Linked DNA regions of Zea mays: region 2 is linked to region 1. A link is a contact called in public Hi-C data. All regions are on one chromosome and are shown on one strand. The core of a region is the stretch at or near the end of the contact, and the rest is flanking DNA. Distances in the headings are between cores, read along the strand shown. Region 1 holds the start of LOC100285081. Region 2 holds the start of LOC103651026 (fasciclin-like arabinogalactan protein 4).

Region 1 (6,442 bases), core at 1,735-4,234:
TGTGACCACATGGTGAATTGCTAGAGACGGTCTAAGAGCATCTTCAATAACTTTTTTAATTAATCTCTCAATAATTATGGATTGGGATCTTCCTAAAAACTTTAGTACATAAAAACGTCTATACTCCAACAGCTTCCTTTTATTTCCCTAAAAATAAGTAGTCCGTCTACATGAGACAAATACTCCAAATAAATGGTGTGCATGAGAATCGATGTTCTCTCTCAAATGGCCCAGCTTTACAGGGCATGCGTGAAGGAGGCTGGAAGGCCTTGCCCGAAAACGTGGAAAAAATACGATTGGGGATGTGCGCTGGTGGAAATCTTCGCATACGAGGAGGGCTTTTACGTGCGCATAAAGATAGATAGAGTTCTGCTGGAGAACGACTTTTTATTTTTTAAAATTAAGGATTGGAATTAGAAATATTGATATTTATTGGAGAACGACTGAATCAATAAGTATATCATGTGTTAAGTTCGGTCCATCGCACCAGCAAACAAGACGGAGAACCGTTAGGGTTCAAACTCCTGAACCGCAAGGCAAGACCGCAACGTGGCCTTTAAAAACAAACACAACAACCGCCGCCTTTTATGATCCAGGTTGGCACGATAATGCCGCTGTCATCAGAATATGGCGTCCGTCGTACATTTCATTTTACTAGCTGAGTGCCCGTGCGTTGCAACGGTAATATATAATACCAGTATACTACGATAACTTATATACAAAATATGTGTTATATTGTTATGAGAAAATGTTTCATAATAAATTTGTGATCCTAGTCATACATAAATTTTGTTATTTTAATCTAGTTGTTTCACCACTACATTGCAACCATCAGTATCATGCAGACTTCGATATATGCCACGATTTGTATGGTCTCATCATTAAAGAGCACGTTCCACACATGCTGGAAGAAATTTTCTCGTACATCATTAGTCATCAGACACGCACCACCATACGCTCTTGCTTAAACAAAAAGGTAAGTGTGTGTTTATGAAGAGAATTAAAGGCAGGTCGGCACAAAAGCTACCCTAACAGTGGCGAGGATGACGAACTGGTCACTGTTGTCGATCCTCCTCTGCGTCACCTCCGACGCTAAGATGACGCCACAATCCTCGATATAGTAGTCGTCGAACGCGCGTGACATGACGAGTACCGACGACTCTTGGTTGGGCTGCCAAACGAAGTGCACCTCAGGCTCATCAGCGAGGTAGTACCCCTGGTCGTTGCACCATCAGATGCGCTACTCCACTACATACATCATGTTCGAGGACACTCACACAACGTCAGCAACGTCCATCGTCCCAGCGCACAAGAATTCATGTCCGGTCAGTAGTGACTTACGTGGTAGGTTGGGCTTCAGGTGGACGATGAGCTAGACGACGTGATGGCGTCGTCGTCGGATGCGGTGTCCAGAACAACCCGAGAGTCGTCAATGTTGGCGACAACCATGAGGCCCCTGCTTAACGATGGACAACGCGGTGCAGCTGCTCTGGACCGCGTCCAAGTGGTGGCTTCGCGGGAGCTTGTCGTACACAGCGGCGCATGCGACCACGTAGGACTGCTTCTAGAGGTCGAACTGACAGTCGCCAAACTTCTTCTCGTCATTGATGAGCGACGCCAACGTGAGTGCCTCCTGCTCATGGTGTTTGTTCGGAGTTTCAAGTAAGAAACATGGATTCATGCTTGGCGTTGGTTTATGAAAATGACTCACAAGTCTGATCTATGGAAAAAATATTACGAAGAAAAATGTCACGCATGCAAAAAAAGGGAATTTAAGTATAATACATTATTCAAACAAAAGAAATTGCATGCAAAGCTCTTCTTTAAATAATATTACCTCCATCCAAAAATCTAATTCAAGAATCTCGGTGATACTTATCTACTACTACGCATTGTGCAAGGGTAGCAAGTGAGCTTGATGAGAGATATAGTAGATGTGTTTCCTGTCTTAGATGTAGACATAAACATATATGTGGTGTAGCGGTAGCTACTCTTGGCCTTTGCTTGAGAGGTCATGGGTTCAAATCCTTTTGAGGACATATGTGTTTTTTTTAATTTTAGCTAAACGTGGACTGTGCGGGGGAATGGGAATGAGCTTTGCGGGAGAAGAGAATAGGAATGACAAACATGGGGAATGTGAATGAGCTTTACGGGAGAAGTGAATAGGAATGACAGACATGGGAATGGCAGAACGGGAATGGTGGCAGAACATGAGATTGGCCGACTACTCTTGCAGCCTTAATAGTAGTAGAGATTTCTCTATTACACCCCTTACCTTTGTCAAATCACAAAAATGATGTATGTCTCTACCTCACGGTCGTTTATGTTACTCTGGACATGCAATTGTATGATGATATTCGAACGTTTTAAATCCTCTTGATTTCTTGAACAAAGATGGAAGCGACTCTGGTGACTTTTGTAACCACATTTATGACCTTTTAGCGCATGTACAACACTGAACATTTGAAACGGTTTTTTCAATAAAATTCTAAGTATTTAGATAATAAATGTAATTAATACACAACTTCTATGAAGAGTCGTATAGAGACAGGTTATTCGCGAAACCTCTCAATTAATTAGGTTGTACATGCTCTTAAGCGCATATTAGATATGGCTAGCTAGTTGTATAATAACTAATCAAAGACATTTAAAATTTAGTTTGTCTATTATTTTTATAGATGTACTAAAATTAATTCAAACTAATTTTAGCTGTATATAAACAACAGCCTTTGTATCAAATAGGTTTCAATATTATTTATAACGGAAACATGACCATGCCTATTTTCGCATTTCTTTTGCCGAAGTATAGTATTAGCAATAAAGTTATACTTTAGGGTTCAATTAGTTAAATAAGGCCGCGATAATTTATTCTTCCGTTCCTCCGCGCTCATCACTGACCTTCTCACGGGCGAGAGGTTTTTTTTTGAAAGCATCGTCTCCGGTCTCCCTCTTCAACTTCCCCGAAACGAAAGCTTACTTTTTTATACTAACTTCTAGGGTTTCAGGACTAACCTCCCTCCCTTCGCGCCATCTCCCGCGGTGCTGCCTCCTCTGGCGCCGATTCGCCGCTGGGAGCCCCAATTCTATAACCCCTCTGTTCGATCTGGGATCCGCTAGATTCGTAAGCCGTTGTTTCGTTCGATCTTTTTTTTTTTGGAGGAGGGGTGATTGCCGTGGGGAATTTGATCTGAAGTTCGTTTTTTGTGTGGCGATTTTGTGGTTTTAGGTTGGGGCGGTGATGAGGGCGATGGCGGAGGTGATGCAGGAGGGGTGCGTGGAGAATCGGCAGCCACTGGCGGCTTCGAGCTCGTCCGTGTCGGATGGCAGCAGCTGTGGCGGCGGAGAGCGGGCGGGGACGTCGCCGCCGGTGTCAAGCTCCGGGAATTGCATCTCCGTTCTGAGGTGAGGCCTTTGCCCGCAGCAGCTCATATCCGGAGAGGGATCTGGGCTCTTAACCGTTGAATAGTACCGTTTGGTTTGCCTTGTTTGGATGCTTACACATGTTGTGCCCTAGAGCGGTGGGTGGTCTGAGTGGGAAGAACGATCATTATATGGATTGGTTCTCTCGTTGGTAATTCGCCTGGTGTGAGATGTGATTGGCGTTTCTCTTACTTTTGAGAAACATTCGCTGCTAGGAATGTTGTCTATTGGAGCTCGGAACTGAAAGTGATCAGAGGAAGCGGAAGTATTTGGCTTGAACCACATACCTTTGCCTCGGCGTGGTTACGTGTTTATATAGAGCAAACACAGCTCTCGGATAAGTACATATCAGATTACATATAAACCTCATCTACTGAGCACCCGTATCTCCGAAGGTTGCTTTATATTCTCAACAACCTCCGGTTACATAGCAGAGTTTAAAGCCTATCTTAACACTCCCCCTCAATTATAACTGAGCTAGGTTAAGGTTGTGTTTGAAATTCTCAAAGTATCGCACATGAAGAGGTTTAGTAAATCCAACAGCTACTTGATCTCCTGATGGTACAAACTCTATCTGCAATAACTTTCGAAGTTTCGAGCCACTCTTTCTCTAACAAAATGATAGTCTACTTCAATTTGTTTGGTTCGTGCATGGAAAACTGGATTGGATGGCATATATTTGGCACCTATATTATCACACCATAGTTTTGCTTCTTGAGGACATTGAACTCCAATTTCTCGTAACAATATTTGTACCCACATTACTTCTGCAGTTGCATTGCCTATCACCTTGTACTCTGCCTCTGTGCTTGATCTAGAAACAGTTGGTTGCTTGCGTGCACTCCATGATATCAAATTGGTGCCTAGGAAGACAGCAAAACCACCCGTAGAACGTCTGTTATCCAAACAACCTGCCCAATCAGCATCAGAAAAAGCACTGAGCAAAAGGGAGTTAGACTTGCAAATCTTCAACCCAAGTTTTGTGCTTGACTTCAAATACCTTCGGATCCTTTTTACTGCTGCCCAATGTTCAGTGGTAGGTGCATGTAAATATTGACAAACTTTATTCACAGCAAACGATATATCTGGTCTTGTGAGGGTCAAGTCAAGTACTGGAGAGCACCTACTACACTTCAGTAGTATGTAGAATAGAATCACGTGGACCAAGGGTTGTTCCATCTAAACACAGTTTTTCACTTGGTGACAAAGGTGTGTTCATTGGCTTACAGTTTGCCATTCTCAACCTCTTTATCAAGTCATTGGCATATTTTTCTTGTGTCAAGACTATTCCGTCATTAACTTTAGTCACTTCAATGCCAAGAAAATAATGAAGCTCTCCTAGATCTTTCAAGGCAAACTCATGATTCAACTTTTTCAGAAGAGAGGTAACATCATTAGGTGTAAAGCTAGCCACTATAATATCATCAACATAGACTAGAATGATATGCTAACACCTTTGCTACTGAAATAAAATAGAGAATGATCCACCTTTGACACCTTGAACCCAAGTTTTAACAGTTTAGAGCTCAATCTTGCATACCAGGCCCTTGGAGCCTGACGGCCTGTTTTAAACCGTATAAAGCTTTGTCTAATTTACAAACATATTCTGGTCTTGTTTTATCCTCATAGCTCGGGCCTCGGGGGCTGTCGAACATAAACTTCTTCTAGTTTTCCATGCAAAAAGGCATTTTGAACATCTAACTGTCTGAAACTCCACCCTCTAGACATTGCTAGGGATAATATAATTCTGATAGTGGTTAGTTTGACAATGGGACTGAAAGTTTCTTCATAATCTATCCCATACCGTTGTTTAAATCCTTTTGCCACCAGACGTGCCTTGTATCTGTCGAGACTCCCGTCGACTTTGGTCTTAGTTTTATATACCCATTTGCAATCTATAACGTTCCTACCTTTTTAGGTGGAACCAGGTGCCAGGTTTCATTTTTCATAAGGTCATCATATTCTACATCCAAAGATTGTTTCCATTTTTTATCTTTTAAAGCTTCTTCTACTGAACATGGCTCCCCCGTAGAGTTAAAAAAGAATAGCGAACAATGCCATCAGTGTGTACCTTAGCGTATTCCCTTGCTGAGTCTGATGATTAGGCGCTGACTCTCTGCTGTTGTGGACGGACTATCGGTTGGAGTCGTCAGATCACCTGAAGAAGCTGAACCTTGTGGTGCTGTATCTGCTTCGCTGTCTGTCTCAGCTGAGTGCTCTGAAGCTGCTGGAGTCGTTATCAGGGACTCTTCTGTTGCGTCGGGCGAGCTTTCCTGAGACACCAACTCATTGGCACGTGCATGCTGCATGATGACTTTGTTCTTCATTAGTAAACAAATTAGTTTGAGGTAAATCCTGATTAATATCCTCACGAGATAATTTGGAAGGAAACAAGGATGGTGAAAGCAAGGAGATGTTTGAATGAAGTTTGGCACCTGCATCTGCATTTTTATGTAATGTGGAAAAGGGAGAGATATTTTCATCGAATATGACATCATGGGAGATATAAATGAGTCCTGATGAAATGTCCAAGCACCTGAACCCCTTATGCATGTTACTATAACCAATAAAGACACATTGTTTGGATCGAAATTTGAGTTTTCTATGGTTATATGGACGGAGGTAGGGCCAACATGCACATCCAAAAGTTTGGAGAAAAGAATGATTGGGTTTTTTATGGAGTCGCTCAAGGGGGTGGAGAAATTAAGGACTTTACTAGGTGTACGATTTATAAGCTAAGTGGCGGTAAGGAATGCTTCATCCCTGAATTTCAGAGGCATCGACGCTCGAGTGAGCAAGGAAAGGCCAACCTCAACTATGTGGCGTTGTTTTCTTTCAGCATATCCGATCTGCTGATGAGCATGAGGACATGATAGGTGGTGTGAGATACCAATCTTTTTGGAATTCTTGAAAGAAATTCAATCTTTCATATTCACCTCCCCGTAGAGGTAAAAAAAGGAATTCAATCTTTCATATTCTCCTCCCCAATCACTTTGGACTGTGAGGATTTTTCTATTAAATT
Region 2 (6,442 bases), core at 1,867-4,366, 150 kb before region 1:
TCTAACCTGATGCAAAATGCCCCCACTTTAACCGCTAAAGTTGAGTTCAAGCACAAATAAAAAGAGAAGGATGCTCAAAATAGAAAATACTATTCATTTTGGAGCAAAAGGACTGCACAGATTTGTATGCATGATATTATTTCCATTTGCCACATGGCAAAATGAAAAGATAGAATAATCAGGTGAAGCAACTATTTTGCTACTTTGCATCTAAGGAATTCTCTCCCCAATCCGTCCTTTTCCTGGTGTAGACATTCTAGAGAGTAAAAAGTACAAAAACTGAGCACAAGGAAGCAAGCAACAAGCACGACCAGAATCTCATACCAGAGATAGTAATAGATGCAGCTGTAGATACATGAGTCCTATACACCACCAAGTCCCCTTTGCTGTCAGCAAGGAAGCTGATGACTCGCTATCTTCGCTGTGGAGGTCAGGCGGGGATGAGAGCCTTGTCTGTGGTGTCTTCTCGCTCCCGGCGTCGCGGGGTGCCATCGCAACTGAAGGTGGTGCCATGGCAGTGTTGCCAGAATCGCCGCGACCGAACATTTCCTTGGGCAGTAGAACCTTGGAGACGGCAAAGACTGCCACAGGATTTTGGTCGAACACTGTACGGGTGATGGATGCCTGCACGATGCCTGTGTCAATGGCGATGGAGCCATTGACACGGGTTATGTTTGAGAATTTTGCAAACATGGCACCGGCTACGGCGGGCTTCAGAAACTTGGCACCACCATCGTGGCAATTGAATTCGTAGCATTATAATCTTACACGGTTTGAAAATTTAGCATCGGTCTCTCTAAATGGTCATTAGCATATTTCTTTTCTCGTTTTGCCCTCGCGCCGTTTCTTCCCTGGGTGTGTCTCCCTCCGCCACGCCTTCTTCGACCTTGTTTTGCCCTCGCGTTCTCCACTTTTTTGTGTTGAGTTACCATTCCATTGCTGAAGAGGAGAGCAATCACTGGCTCTCTTCCTCTTCGTCTTCCGCATCCTCCTGAGCTTCCTTGTCCGAGTCGCTGCCGTTGTCATCGCCCCCGGTGGGGCTTGTGCTGTTCTGGTAATGCGACTGCTGCGGGGCATGCTAGTGGAGAACTGCACGCGCTGCTCCTCCAGCTGCCGGGCGGAGTCCAGGCGCTCCCGCTCCATCCGGAGCTCCTGATCCCTCTTGGCGCTCTCCACGCGCTCGTACACCTCCCCTAGCCGCCGGATCGCTTGCGCCAGCTCGCGCAGACCCTGCGCGCGGCTGACGCTGCTCTCCGCGCCGTTGTCCGCGGCGGCGGCGGCGGGCTCCTCCACGCGCTGCCTCTTGCCGTTCGCCACCGCGGACGGCGGGAACCCGTCGGAGGAGTCGGACGACGCCGACGGCTGGGGCAACGGCGACGGCATCCTCCACTTTGCCCCCGCGGAGGAGTGGAGGGGCGTGCGGGTGCGCTGCGGGAAGTTGATGCGCGGAGGGACCATGGGCCCGGCGCTCCGGGCTGCCGCCGCCGCCGTAGCAGCAGCAGCCGAGGAAGAAGAAGAATTGGGCTTGAGCAGCACGGGAGCGAGCAGGTCGTCGAGGCGGTCGAAGTAGCGCCAGTCGGAGTCGTGCTTGGCCTTCTCGACCTTGTACTTCTTCTTGAGCGTGTCGATGCGGTTCTTGCACTGGACGTCGGATTTGGGCGCCTTGGAGTAGCTGTCGCGAGAGGAGACGACCTCGGCGACCTCCTGCCACTGCGGGTGGCGGAGGCTGCCCCGGTCCAGCGCCACGAAGCGCTCCCCCCAGGCGTCGATGAGCGTGGAGGACGTGGCGGACGCCGTAGAGCTCCTGGAGCCCGACGACGAGCTCCCTCAGCACGGTGTTGAGCCCCGGGCAGAGGCCCCCGCAGGTGACGAGCGCGGCGCGCGCCGCGGCCGGGTCGACGGCGAGGTCCCGCCGGGGCCCCCTGCGGCGGTAGGCGACGAGCGGGGTGGGCGCGACGCGAGGGCAAAACGAGGTCGAAGAAGGCGTGGCGGAGGGAGACACGCCCAGGGAAGAAACGGCGCGAGGGCAAAACGGGAAGAAGAAATGTGCTAATGGCCATTTAGAGAGACCGATGCTAAATTTTTAAACCGTGTAGGATTATAATGCTACGAATTCAATTGCCACGATGGCGGTGCCAAATTTCTGAAGCCCGTCGTAGCCGGTGCCATGTTTGCAAAATTCTCGTTATGTTTAGGGTGAAGTGGCCAGCCTCGGTGTGCTCTGTGGCGAGAGTGGGCTGGACGGGGTTCACGATGGACTCGAGGGAGCCCAGCGGGTAGTAAGAGTGCAGCACATGGAAGCGGAGCACGACGGCCTTGCGCTCAGCGGGTAGGGACTGGAGGCGGTCGGTGGCGGGGAGGCCGGCAAAGGCGTCGTCGGTGGGGACGAAGACGGTGATGCCAGCACTGTGCTCGTCGGCCTCAAACTCACTCGCTACACCGGAGGCCTGCAACATGGAGGCCGCAACGTTGAACCCCCGCGCGTCGGTGAGAACCCGGGTGATGTTCACCGGCGGTGGCGGGCGGCTCTCAGAGGCGGCGAGGTCGAATCCGGAAGGTATGATAAGGCCACCCACCGCGAGCACGCTGAGATTGTATGGAACCGCGGTCACGGCGCCGAGGACTGTGGCATTCGATCCCGGGGACGGCGCCGGAGAGCGGACCACGACAGTGGAGTTGCCCCCCACGGTGAGGTTGACGGCGCCGAAGTCGGAGGGCGCGCGGCCCGTGGTTTGAAACAGCGTCGTCACGAGCTTCCCGGAGGGAGAGAGGCGGGCGAGGTCGAACGGGAAGAGGTACTCCAGCAGAACGTGATACCTCAGCACGTCGGCAATGTCGGCGCCAGCGCTAGCTACGAAAGCCGAGGGTGACTGCGGCAGGTTGGCATTCGGCACGGCCAGGAGCGTCAGGGACGACCTCCCGGACAGCTCGCTGGCCACGGGGGTGGATGCCAGCAGACGCGCAAAGTCCGCGAAGTTGGGAAACGCCGAGAGCACGGCCGTCACGTCGACTCCAGATGCCGGGGAAGGCAGCGCCGCCGCCACGAGCAGCACCGCCGCCGCTGCCCCGAGCGCGAGGCACGACGAGACGGGAGCGGCCCCCAAGCCTCTCGCCATCTCGCCGCCAGTGGAGGAGCAGTGGAACGGGGAGTGAGGGGAGTGACGAGTGAGGAGCGAGGAGCAGACAGATGACGACGACGAGGCCACGAGGGGAAGAGAAGAAACGGGGGTTGCCTGATGAGAGGGGAATATTTTGGTCTTTTCTCCCCCTCGCCTTTCCTCTACGGTGGTTCACGGAATCACGGTTCTCTGCTTGAGGTTTTCTTTGCTGTCTGAATGTGACTTGAGGTTGAGGTGTGGGAATAATGGCGTGGGTGTGTAGTGACTTGGACTGTAGCAACTACACCAGCTCCCAGCCCGCCAGGCTTTTGCAAAGTTTCTACCATGATGTTGGTCTCGTCAGTTGTCACGTGTGCCTTGGTTCTTCTCTTAGTGCCCGTTCGGTTCTTCCGGAATGCTTTACTGGATTGGTTCCGGATTAGAGTAGTTCACAAATTTGTATTAGCTTGATAAGTTGGAATGGTTCCGGCCTCCAATCTGGACTAAACGAACAGAGCCTTAGACTCCACCGCTTTGGTTGCTTAGGCAAATTCCCAACTTCGCGGAAACCTTACATCAGATGCGCTGACACAATCTAAACAGCAAAACGTTACATAGGAACCCACCTGACCCTATATCCCAAAATATCATGCTCGGATCCCGTTTATCTAGAATTTTTCTACCGCTTTAATTGACATGCCAGTGTCCAAATTAGGCCAACTGTAAGTGTGAAGGTGGTACGACTGTACGAGTATGCCTCTAGAATGATTACTTTAGTTAGGGGGGAAACCTTGATCCAATCGTAAAAGCACCGTGGCAAAAGATGTACCATCGCAATCAAGAACAAACAAGCAAGCGAGGAACTCAGCTCCATGCACAAGTGATTTCACGAGGAAATTTTGTTCTCAGCACACCAGCTTTCTTTTCCAAATGCTGGATGAAGGATGATGGCGTGTATGAAGATGAAAGACCATCCCCCCTGATCGTAAAACCTGCTTCAGATCACCGATGTTAACAATATTGTGGTTCCCACACAATAAACTCAACCAACGAGCACAATGACATGAAGAGACCACATTACCTTTCCCATGATGTACTTGATCATTCTGACAATATATCACTAGAAACGCAATGCACTAACATACCCCGCTTGTTTTTCCAGTAACATCAAGAGAGCAAGAATCTAATAGTATGCCACTTACTTTTAGGCGGCTTCCATCTTTGAACTGATAGTGATTGCTTAGTATCCAACCAAGTAACAACAAAAGGCAAGTAAAAACATGTAATACATTAAATAAGTAACAAACAAAAGGACAAATCATTGAGATAGTATACTTGAGAAATTAGTAAAAAAAAGGCAAAATAAACAATATTCGTCTTGCTACAAAATTGTGTATGACAATTTCTTCATGGTTCATCAATGTACAAGGAGGACAAGGGATCTTAGTACTACACAAACAGATTAACACTGGCTGTTAAGGAATAGCCCTAGATATGGTTACATACATTCTAGACATGGATCAGTGTATTGTTAGTGCCAGGGTTAAATGTAAAGATTCAATATATCTCAGTCGGGATGCTTAGAGGACATGGAACATCTCACCACCACACTGCATATGAAGATTAAGGAGTGGGTGGGTATGCCGTGACACTGAGAAAGAAATGGGGTCAGTGAGTCAAGATACAACTTTTAGATGCTATCTGGCCATGATGGATTTGGAGTTTCTCATTTGTTTGAACGGCACATGCAATCAGGGCATGGAAAGGTGTATACAGATTCATTTGCTCTTTTTATTTCAATACCCTTCACGTCACTATGTGCTCTCATATTGAACAATTGACGTTTCAGTGACTTCCATCTGCACACAACCAAAACTGATATTAACAAGCTGAAAATTTCATGTTTGAGAGTTGAGAATATAACGGCACTGAAGATAAAGATAACCAAACCTCTAATAATGAGTATGGCACTGAAGATAAAGATAAACAAATGTCTAATAATGAGTATGGCACTGAATATAAGGGCACTGAACATACCCAATACGTGGACTATCAAAGAGTATAGCCAATCTTCTTTTATCGGGCTTAATTGTCTTCGCATGGCCACCATACAAGTATCTTCTATGCCCAATAAGAAAATGAGGAAAATTTCCACCTTGTGTGGTCACAAAAACCTCACTATGAACACAGACACTGTAGTCAATAGCTGCCATCCTTGAGGAGAAGTTCTGCAGACATGCGTTGTTTGAGTAAATACTCAAAAGAAAAGGTCAGTAAAACAAATAAATGCAGTTATTTACAAACTTTTGTTTGGTCCGAACGCCTCTTGTAACATGAAGTTAAAGGAAAATTTCTGGAACAGGCGGCCGAGGCTTAGCATTGAGGATTTGAACTCCCTTGCAAAACCCTTTAAAGAAGAGATCTTTCAAGTCATTGAAAATTTGGAAGTTGACGCAGCACCAGGTCCAAATGGATTTGGAGGTGATTTCTTCAAAAACTTTTGGCATATCATTAAAGAGGACATTTATAAGATGTTCAAGGATTTCCACGAAGCAGAAGTAGACATGCAACGGTTGAACTTCGGAGTAATCATGCTCATCCCCAAGATCAGGGATGCCAGTAGCATCAAACAATACCGGCCCATTTGCCTTCTAAATGCAGACTTCAAAATATTCACTAAAGTGCTCACAAATAGGCTTTCTGCGGTGCCCAAGGGGCTCATCGGAGGGAACCAGACTGGCTTCTTGAAAAACTGAAACATTTTAGAAGGGGTCGTCATCTTGCACGAAGTTGTGCACGAGTTGAAATCTAAAAAAAAGAAGAGTCTGTTGTTGAAAATCGATTTTGAAAAAGCTTAGGACAAAGTCAGGTGGGATTTCCTAGAGGAGGTCATGACATCCAAGAATCTCAGTGTGTTGTTAGAGGAGGGGGTGGCCAAAGGGCATATCGCCGGGGTGTTAGGAGATCTCATTCCAGGGGGCATTTCCCAGTTCCCACATCCAGTACGCTGATGACACGGTGATAATGATTGATGGCTCTGATAGGTCCATTCTTAACCTGAAACTTATCCTCTATTGCTTCTAATGGATGTCAGGGCTGAGGATAAACTTTCACAAAAGTGAAGTGTACGTCTTTGGGTTTGCTCAACATGAACAAGAAAGGATGGCAAATATGCTCAATTGTTCGCTGGGAGCTCTCCCCATGAAGTATCCAGGTATCCCAATTTCAGATTGTTGGTTAAAAACCTCAGCGTTTAAGTACATCATGGAAAAAAGGCTAGACCGATGGAAGGGTAAACATTTGTCCTCAGGGGGAGGCTCACTTTGACCAACTCCTGTTTAAGC

What was found. Hi-C and Micro-C count contacts between places; a contact is called where the count stands out from the background.
Region 2: a Hi-C map of tassel shows a contact between it and region 1, with 2.0 times the contacts expected there. The contact joins the promoter of LOC103651026 here to the promoter of LOC100285081 in region 1. A contact is called at or near these places in 5 of 25 Hi-C or Micro-C datasets (ear, leaf and tassel).

The regions. Positions count from the first base shown.
Region 1 is chr3:185,914,078-185,920,519 of Zm-B73-REFERENCE-NAM-5.0, reverse strand. LOC100285081 reads left to right here and starts at 2,984. Exons shown (of 9, transcript NM_001157976.1): 1 at 2,984-3,121; 2 at 3,227-3,402. The coding sequence starts at 3,239.
Region 2 is chr3:186,063,491-186,069,932 of Zm-B73-REFERENCE-NAM-5.0, reverse strand. It overlaps LOC103651026 (fasciclin-like arabinogalactan protein 4), which reads right to left and starts at 3,116. Exons shown (of 2, transcript XM_008676618.4): 1 at 2,190-3,116; 2 at 1-672. The coding sequence starts at 3,116. The coding sequence ends at 319. It overlaps LOC111591136 (trihelix transcription factor ASIL2-like), which reads right to left and starts at 2,060. Exons shown (of 3, transcript XM_023302026.2): 1 at 1,940-2,060; 2 at 1,089-1,826; 3 at 956-1,086. The coding sequence starts at 2,060. The coding sequence ends at 956. It overlaps LOC103651025 (O-fucosyltransferase family protein), which reads right to left. Exons shown (of 10, transcript NM_001330525.1): 9 at 5,136-5,326; 10 at 4,372-4,957. The coding sequence ends at 4,825.